Regions from separate parts of the Astyanax mexicanus genome. Here region 1 is linked to region 2. A link is a contact called in public Hi-C data. All regions are on one chromosome and are shown on one strand. Each heading gives the region's core, a stretch centred on a gene start, on an enhancer-like site or on the middle of the called end of the contact. The rest is flanking DNA. Distances are from core to core; before and after follow the strand shown. Region 1 holds the start of etv5a (ETS variant transcription factor 5a). Region 2 overlaps LOC103046181 (diacylglycerol kinase beta).

Region 1 (4,381 bases), core at 1,214-3,713, 66 kb before region 2:
CACCTGGGTCTTCAAAAGTTCCCAGAACTGGGTCTTCGCTTAAAAGCGATGGCTGCTTTCTGGCGTCTGGTGTTCTCTAAGAATATAAAGAACATTTATATGTCAGAGAGCTGTTCAGCAGACGCACTCTGTATATTCTTCTACTGTCCTGCATACAGGCTGACATAATCTACAAATCTATCGCCTCCAGACTCAGACACCACCCCCCACCCTTCTTCTTCTTCTTTGTTGTTCATCACAACAGCCCTGGTGACAGAGAGTGAGGGCGTATGGGAGAGAGTACTGTACTATGTAAACACACTTCGAGGTTATGACAAACATCAACTTCCCTACATGAGCAAAGCCAGCCATCACCTGTACCAGCGACTAAGAAGAGAACCAAGAACCAGTTACACAGAACTAGGTTTAAGAATATTTAAGGAATGCATGCATCTTGTGGCAAACCAACACTATATGCAGATAGACAGAAGAATGCAGCCTGCAACAACTGGAGCCTGAAAGTTTTTAAAGTCATAAACTGCAGTATTGCTTAATCCCTTTAGGTCAGCATTGAAACACAGCACAAAACACACAAAAACAGCATTTAAGTGCCATGGTCTGTAATCTGTGTGGTGTGTTCTAGAGCACATTTACAAAAAATACTACTAAAAACATAGTGGATGATTTCCCTAAAGCTGCTGGAATACAGTAAAGTAGGATAATGTATAATGACTAAAACAAAGTGCAAATGGATGAACTTAAACAGTGTTGATCCCTTAATCTCCATTTAGTGTTATGAAAAGAGAGAGAGATAGAGAGCGCGAGAAAGAGAGAGAGAGTAGAAAATACTAAAAAGCTTTGTGTATGGTTTTCTCCACAACAGCTGAAATGAACTGAAGCTGAATGATAGATATTGTAACAAATGGAGGAACTGTAATTGTGTTGATCCTGTAACCTCAGTTTACTTTTATGGAGAATAGAAAAAAAGACGAAATTTAAAAGGAGATTGGAAAGAGAGAAGCTAAAAAGAGAAAAAAAGAAGAGTAAGAAAAGGGAGGAGAGACAATGAGAAAATAAAAGAGTGAGAATAAAAGGAGTGCAAGAGGAAAAAGGGGGGAAAGAGAAAAAGAAATAAAATAATAAAAAACAGATTCAAATGAAGGAAGAAAATACTAACCAGCATCTGAAATGTATCACAGGCAATAACTAAAATAACAAGAAAATGGATGAACTGCAAGTGTTGAATCTGTAATATCCGTTTACTTTATGAAGTAGAAAAAGATACACAGAGAAAGAGAAAAGGGGATTAAAAAAAGGAAAAACAAAAATAGAAAAAGAAGAGAGGAAATGAGAAACGAAAAAAAAAACATAAGAAGGGGGCGAGCGAGAGAGAGCGAGCGAGATTGTGACGCATATTTTTCAGTGTGCATATTTGGAGAAAGTTCACAGAAAGAGAGTCCAGATTAAATGGAGTGGAGCTGGCAGGTGATCCTGCCCCCATTAAAGCTACTGTTCAGCCAGCTACAGATTTATAACCTCAAATCATTTGCTTGGCCAAGTTCAAGGATACAGGCTACAACTTAGACTGATAAAATTGGACATAAAACAAACATAACTTAGTTAAATGTAGGTTTACTACTGAACTAACTACCCTAAAGAAGTTACTGAAACAGGTCTATGGGCAGCAATGGATCACTGTTATGTTAACTAACTAAGTTAAATAACTAACCTAGCTAACCAACTGTTCAGTAGAGCTGGAAGGGAGAAAATAAGTCAACAAAAAACTGGCTGAAACAAAAACACGTTGTTTTTTTCCTCTGTCAAAAGCATCAAATATTCTGTTTTTCCCCCCACTTTAATAGTGATTATATTAACTGTTATTCTAGCTAGTTAGAGTACTAACGCCCCCCCCCTCTCCTCTCCTCCCCTCCCCCTCGCGCCCCCTTGTTCCTTGTTTTTCTCAATGAAGTGAAACCTGATCCGCCAGGGGGAAAGAAAGCCTCCTCCATTCACAAAACCACGAACACCCACCTCACCGACAACACCAGGCTCTAAACCGCCCGCGGCACTATTCTCTTTACCAGCACGAACAAACACGCATAAAACCCTCTGAGAGAAACTTCACGGAGTAAAATGGTTGCCAAAGTGCGCTGAGACTGGAATAAAATGGCGTTCGCTTTCCTCTAAAGTCAGATAGCTGGATTTGCAGTTCGGAGTCCATGATAAACTTAGCGCGAGGTTAGCTATAGCTGCAGCTCCTCCAGCACGCACTTTCAGATCAAACCGGGAAAAAGCTGGAAAATAAACCGCGGTCTCACCCTGTAGATGCTCCGTGCGCGCGCTGGATCTCCCGAAAAACAGTGCAGAATAATAATATATTCCACCAGAGAGAGAGATAGAGAAAGAGCGTCCGCCCCTAACTCAGCCCTGATCACAGAACCGCTCCGCTTCTCTCGACTCACTAAACTTGAATGGGATTTAGTAAATGGACTGCCTGGGTTTTCCCTCTGGCTCCACAGACAAGTGCCTCCGACCGCCATTGGTCACACGCTACAGTCACTCCAGCCCAGCAGCCAATAGGCTTCGAGATGTGCATGCATTATGCATGAGACGCCCGTCGACCAATCACAGCTCGAGTCTGTCCTATTTTTATGAATGACTGGGTTTCATTCACATACGTGTTCAGCTCGTCTCTTTCCTCCCCCTCTCCACAGGCTGTTAAAGGGCCACAGGCAGACATTTTACACAGCAGGTAAAGTTGTCCTTGGTGCTGTGAGTGAGAGTCACGATTCGGTTCACTCAAACACGAATAGAATAGACAAAAAAGTGCCGCAAAGCTTTTTATTCAGAGTTTCCGAGTGCTGCATAAATCCAGTTATACAGGGTTGTTGTTTATTATGTTCAGTTTGAAATATGAAGCACAGGATATGCTCAGAGAAGCATGTTCTGGCGTATTGTTATGTAATTTGTCACATAACGATGACTACGTTGCTCTCGTTGTCAAATTTATATATATATTTTAGGAATTTAAATTTAAAATTCAACATTAACGCGTTAATCACGCGACAAAATTGAGTCTGGTGACGCATTATCAGTTTTTTAGTGATATAACACAGCAAAGCTTACTGTTGAAATTAGTAGTAGATCACCTTTCAATTATGCTGAAGTTTGTGCGATCCTTCTCTCTCTCTATTCTTTTCTCTCTCTCTCTCTCTCTCTCTCTCTCTCTCTCTCTCTCTCTCTCTCACACACACACACACACACACCTGATGGCATGTTTCCTCTTTTTAGGCTGTTAAAGGTGGAATATGGAGCTACACTACCGTTTATTTTCTCCATAAAACTCTTAGTTAAACTTAGTAACTCAGCACATCACAATATTCTAGTTTAATACATGTTGTAATATTATAATAGAGTAAAACTATCCTGAGATATTATAATACAGTAAAACTACCCTGAAATATTGCAATACAGTAAAAATACATGGAGATATAACCACACTACACCATTATTACTGTCCCAAATATAGAGTTTAGTACCAGCATAAAAAAATGTAATCATGATTATATCCATGATTTAGTCACAGAATATTTTGCTTTTGTTTTTTTAGTTTTTTTTACTTTTAAACAGATTGTGAATATAGTTGTTCTGTACATGTGTCAAAATTTCATAATTTCTTATACAATTAAATAATCTCCAATAAACATTCTTAATTGAGTGGTGTGCTCAGTTTAAACTATAGAAATACTTTTATAGCTTTGGGCTATGAACGAGTAGCATGTCTCTTGAGTGAAGGAGCTTCATAGCTGGAGTGGTTGAAATTGTGATTATCTCACTAATGTTCCTTTTTTGTTGCTGGTTGCATTGAAATCCTCACAGCAATGTTCCAACGTCTAGAGTGAAGTCTTTGTAGATGATGAAAAGGTGTTGGAACAGATATCTTATTAATAACCTTGAATGATCAAGTACATACAATGTATACAAGTACATACAATGTACATACAAACATCACTAGTCTTCAGTCAAGGTTATTAACACCACCTTCAACTCAGCGCAGAGGTATCGGATGGAGCTATGGAGTTCCTTTACTCTAGAGACATGCCACTGCCCTATAGCCCAAAGCTCTTTGGCTTTGTATTTCTATAGCCGAAACTGGGCATACCATTCTATTAACGATGTTTTTAAAGAGATTATACAGATGTATACACACTCTGAATTTCTAGCACAATATACAAAGTGACTAGATACATACAGTGTCACTGACCCAAAGCATATTCTATTATTAAGAATTATTAAGAATAATAGGAGGTGTCGTTCTGAGATTGGGGTTTTAAACGTGTAAAATTGCATATTTCACTTTGTAGCACTGCATTATTGTGGGTAAAACACAGAATAAAGAGTG
Region 2 (4,440 bases), core at 1,805-4,304:
AACATCTAAGTAAAACAAGTCTTAAATATATAGTTTACCAAATTAACATGATGTCAAAAAGTTTTTAAGGTCTAAATAAACTCAAGGTTTGCTGTAAACTCTAGTTGTGCTGTATCTAGGGCAAGACCTGATGTGTGTGATAGGAGAAGGCCATGATGGAGGCCAATATCATGACCGAGTGCTAAGCTACGTGACACGAGGCACTGTAGCAGAACACAGTTGATGTTTGCCAATGAGCTGTATACCTTTCAGAAGCAGCTGCCACCATCACATTACAATCCCAGCCGAGCATCTGGAGAAATAAAGGCTTTTTGAACTTTCGGACTTACGCAGTAAGAGGGCACGGAACAAAGAGCTCTGCTAACAAACAAACTAGCTGTGCGTCAGTCAACAGAGGAGCTGGGTTAGAGTTTTCTGCCCTCATTTCTGTAGCAGATGTTATCAGACGGAGCTCTGTGCTGCTGATATGAAATGCTTTAGGGTGATGTCATGACTAGTCCAAGAAGCTGACACCACTGCCTTTGGGGACATCACCCTTACCAATCCCTTACATGGAAGTGAAGAGGGGACAGGGACGCAATGTTCCCTACATTACCCTCTGACAGTATCTGTGCTTCCACTGTCTTACAAATAAAAGTGCTTACGGAGAGTGTTAGAAACACACTTTTGGTTCCAAACTGGATTTGTTTTTTTTTAAAGATGGATCACTAATCTGTAATTAAAGGAAAACTCCGGTGTAAAATTGACTGGTTGTAGTAAAACATAAAAAAGGGAACTAACCTTTGTTGAATAGCCCACCTCCATTCTCCTGCAGCTTTCTAAGATCCAGTAATTTTTATCCATTTGCCCAAACATGCTTTAGAATAGATGATATGGGGCACATTTTGCCCCTGCAGATAAATCGCTTTTTACACCGTTATTCAGGCACAAAGTAGCTCCACACCTAATTGTTAGAATCCAGAGAGCTCTAATATTTAAAACAACATTACGGCATTCATAATTTTAAAAGTGCACAAGAAGCTTATTAAAAAACACAAACCTAGCGTATCCTACATCTCTGGGCGTCGCCATCACTCATATTAATCATGACTTTACCTTAAGATGGAAGGACATTGCGCACTTTTAAAGTTATTATTGCCTCATTTTAAATATTTCCGGATTTAGAACCCCTGCTCATCCAGCTTTGCCATCAAGCTGCCGGCGTTAGAGGGAGCAAAATTGGCCCTGCTCCCTCTGGGTGGGTAGATGGCGCTCTCTCCCCACATCACTCCTAGGGTGATGTCTGCAGCACAGGGCGTCTGTGAGCTGATGTACCGGAGCCGAGCCGCTGTGCTTTCCTCCAAGCGCGCTGGCTGCTTGGTAATGCTGCATCAGCAGCAGCTCGAAAAGAAGCGGTGGCTGACTTCACATGTATCGGAGGAAGCATGTGTTAGTCTTCACCCTCCTGGTGTGTTGGGGCATCACTAGTGATAGGGGGAGTCCTAATGAGTGGGTTGGGTAATTGCCGTGTAAATTGGGGAGAAAAAATGGGAAAAATTAGAAATAAAATTATAAAAAAAATAAATAAAAAATAATAATAAAAAATAATATTTCCGGATTTAACCTATAAGGGTGTGGAGCTACTTTAAGCCTGGATAACGGTGTAAAAAAAGTGATTTATCTGCAGGGGTAAAATATGCCCCATATCATCTATTCTAAAGCATGTTTGGGCAAATAGAATAAAATTTGCCCAATTTGCCCAGTATATTTTACTACACCCAAAGTCAATTTTACACCATGAACATTATGTGAAGGCTCTAAAACCTTTAAAGATGTTCACAAAAGTTGTTTATCTCTGGCATCACTCTAAAACCCTATTAGGCACCAGAAACAGTTGGGACAGTATGGGAAATGCAAATCATATAAAAGAAATTTATCTTTTATTTAACATTATAAGAAAAATGAACAAATTTCAGTGTGTAAAGGGTAAGGACACAAGCCTAAGCCAATCCCACTGCATCAAGAACCTTTATTCTACTAAATTTAATAGATCCACATAGGCAGGGGATTACTTGGTCAAAACTTTATCAATTAGCACTACAATACTTATTAACTTCTCTTGGCTCTGATGCACCAAAGGATGGGCTATCACACAGTGGAAATGTGTATTGTGATCAGATCTTTGTTTAGGAAGAAATGGGCCCTGTGAGCTTCAGACCCAAATGAAACCTTTCAGATTGTTATCAAAACAAATCCAAAATATTTTCTTGGTTTCTTGGTTATTAAGTGGCAACATTACAAAATGGTAAATGCTTTAACCCCTTAAAATGCCTTGTCCCCTTAAAAAAACAGGACACTTTTACAGGACACTTGGAGAAGCTGCCTGATTTCTCTCTACTCTCTCTAATTTCAGATCAGTAACAGAAATCAAACCCACATTATGCAACTTTGAAAACAGATGTAAAAAGTAGTCACACATAACGAAACTAAAGGTTTGGAGACCATGAACTGTTTGATTTGTATTCAGAAAAAATATTAATTTTAAGTATTGAAAAGAGACAATTTTATGATTTTATTCATTATATTTTGACATAAGCACATTTACTTGATTTTTTTATATATATTTTCTATTACAATTACAGGTTTTTATTGGTATAATGTCAAGCAGACCATTGACAAAAATCCTGGCCTGTTAATTAACATCACAACTTTTTTGGAAAGTGTTGCAAGCCTAAGTTTCCCAGACAAAACATAAAAAACTAAACATGAAATAACCTGCAACTAAATAAAAATACATCTAAAATAAAAATACATTTTAAAATCAAAGTAAATAAAAAAAACGGCAGTTTCTCCTTTTTTTTGCAGTTTCCAAACTGTCCCAACTTTTTCCATATTTTGAGTTGCATTTGTTTTTTTTTATATGCCTCAGAGAGAATCTACTGAAAGGGTAAGGGGTTGAAGGGTATTAAATGAGGTGATATTCAGGTCACCGTGATTGGCGCAGCTAAACAGGGTTATTGTAGGGCTCCACTGTGTCAGTGTCCATCTGTGGCTCTGTCAGCACTGCGGGGAGCAGGTGCATATGGGACCCGTCAACAGCCTGCTAGCATGCGCGTGCAGGTCTGTGTTAGTGTGCATCGGTGAGAGTGTGTGTGAGTGTGTGTGTGAAGTCGGGTTTGCATGTTTGTTTGAGGAGAGAAAAGATGGAGAGGCTCTGTCTTCCTTCTTTCTTTAAGATTGGCCAGGTGTCAGTCAGCACGGCCATTCATTATGGTGGTAACCTGGTCCGAACCTGGCAGCCAAGCACTTCCTGTCACTGATACTTCCCCTGACCTTCAGCCTGTGCCAGTACTATACCCCCACCCACTCCCAAACACACACACACACACACCCAAACACACACACAAAGACTCTAGAGTAAGCATTCTTATTAGACTGCTTGTTTTTTCCCTGATGGTTGTGGCTATTCCCTTAGCTCTTTCCAGCAACAATTAGGGATGTACTAAAGTGGAATGTCTGGGTTGATACAATAATTCAAAACCAGCATTTTGTTTTGGACAATACTGATATTGATAAAAGCCACCTTTTTTTTAAATAAAAAAAAATCACATTATAATTCATAATGCAGTGTGTCCAATATAGATTACAGAGACTGCATGTAGAACTGCATATTTTATCGGTATTTATCATGCAGCAGTGTCTCTGTGTGTGTATATATGTGTACACTGATAAGCCATAACATTAAACCCCATTACAGGTGATGTAAAAAATACTAATCTTCACACACAGTGGCATCTGTCAAGGGGTGGATATTTCAGACAAACAGTGAACAGTCAGTTCTTGAGGGTGGTGTGTTAAATGCAGAAAATGGGCCATATGGATCTGAGATCTGAGTTCCAAAAATGAAATACTTGTGTTTCTCCCTTAATAAATAGGCTGCTATTCTTTTTCAATAGAACCCCTTTTTATCACTGCTACTCCCAAAAGAAATAAATATCATAAATATCAAGCTGATTTTTATACTGAATCTTGAATTAATTTCCTCAACACAGAGCAATATTAAATGTTTCAGTACCACAGACCATTTTTAAAGGTAAACTCCAAACATTTTAAACATGCTCTAAATATAAGTCCAGCATTGGCTTACCAACCAGTCAGTACACAGTAGCAGTAATGCTAGCACCTCTACCGCCAAAAACCTGTTTACTGTAGAAAAACTGAAATATATAGACAAGTTAGGCATGTATATTTTACTATTTAGATTTTTTATGTGGTTTAATGTTTTTAGCAGTTTAGCTCCATTCTCTTCCATTCATTTTGGACTCCCTTGATAGGATCCCTCTAGTTTTACTGTAATATACTGTAATATACTAATGCAGTCATTCGTTTTATAGGTTTGCAGTCATTTTCTGACATAGAAATTGGGAAGGCTCTTTTTATATGTAAATTGTGTAGTTCAGT

What was found. A called contact is a pair of places that touch in the nucleus more often than the background predicts.
Region 1: a Hi-C map of muscle shows a contact between it and region 2, with 4 times the contacts expected there. The contact joins the promoter of etv5a here to the enhancer-like site in region 2. A contact is called at or near these places in 2 of 3 Hi-C or Micro-C datasets (both in muscle).

The regions. Positions count from the first base shown.
Region 1 is chr11:29,166,453-29,170,833 of AstMex3_surface, reverse strand. etv5a (ETS variant transcription factor 5a) reads right to left here and starts at 2,463. Exons shown (of 13, transcript XM_022680382.2): 1 at 2,298-2,463; 2 at 1-76.
Region 2 is chr11:29,101,360-29,105,799 of AstMex3_surface, reverse strand. All of the region lies in intron 21 of LOC103046181 (diacylglycerol kinase beta), which reads right to left. Among protein-coding and RNA genes, the nearest start is that of etv5a, 65 kb to the left of the region's middle. Within about 2 kb of position 3,054, the one cell type or tissue checked has an H3K27ac peak away from gene starts, as active enhancers do.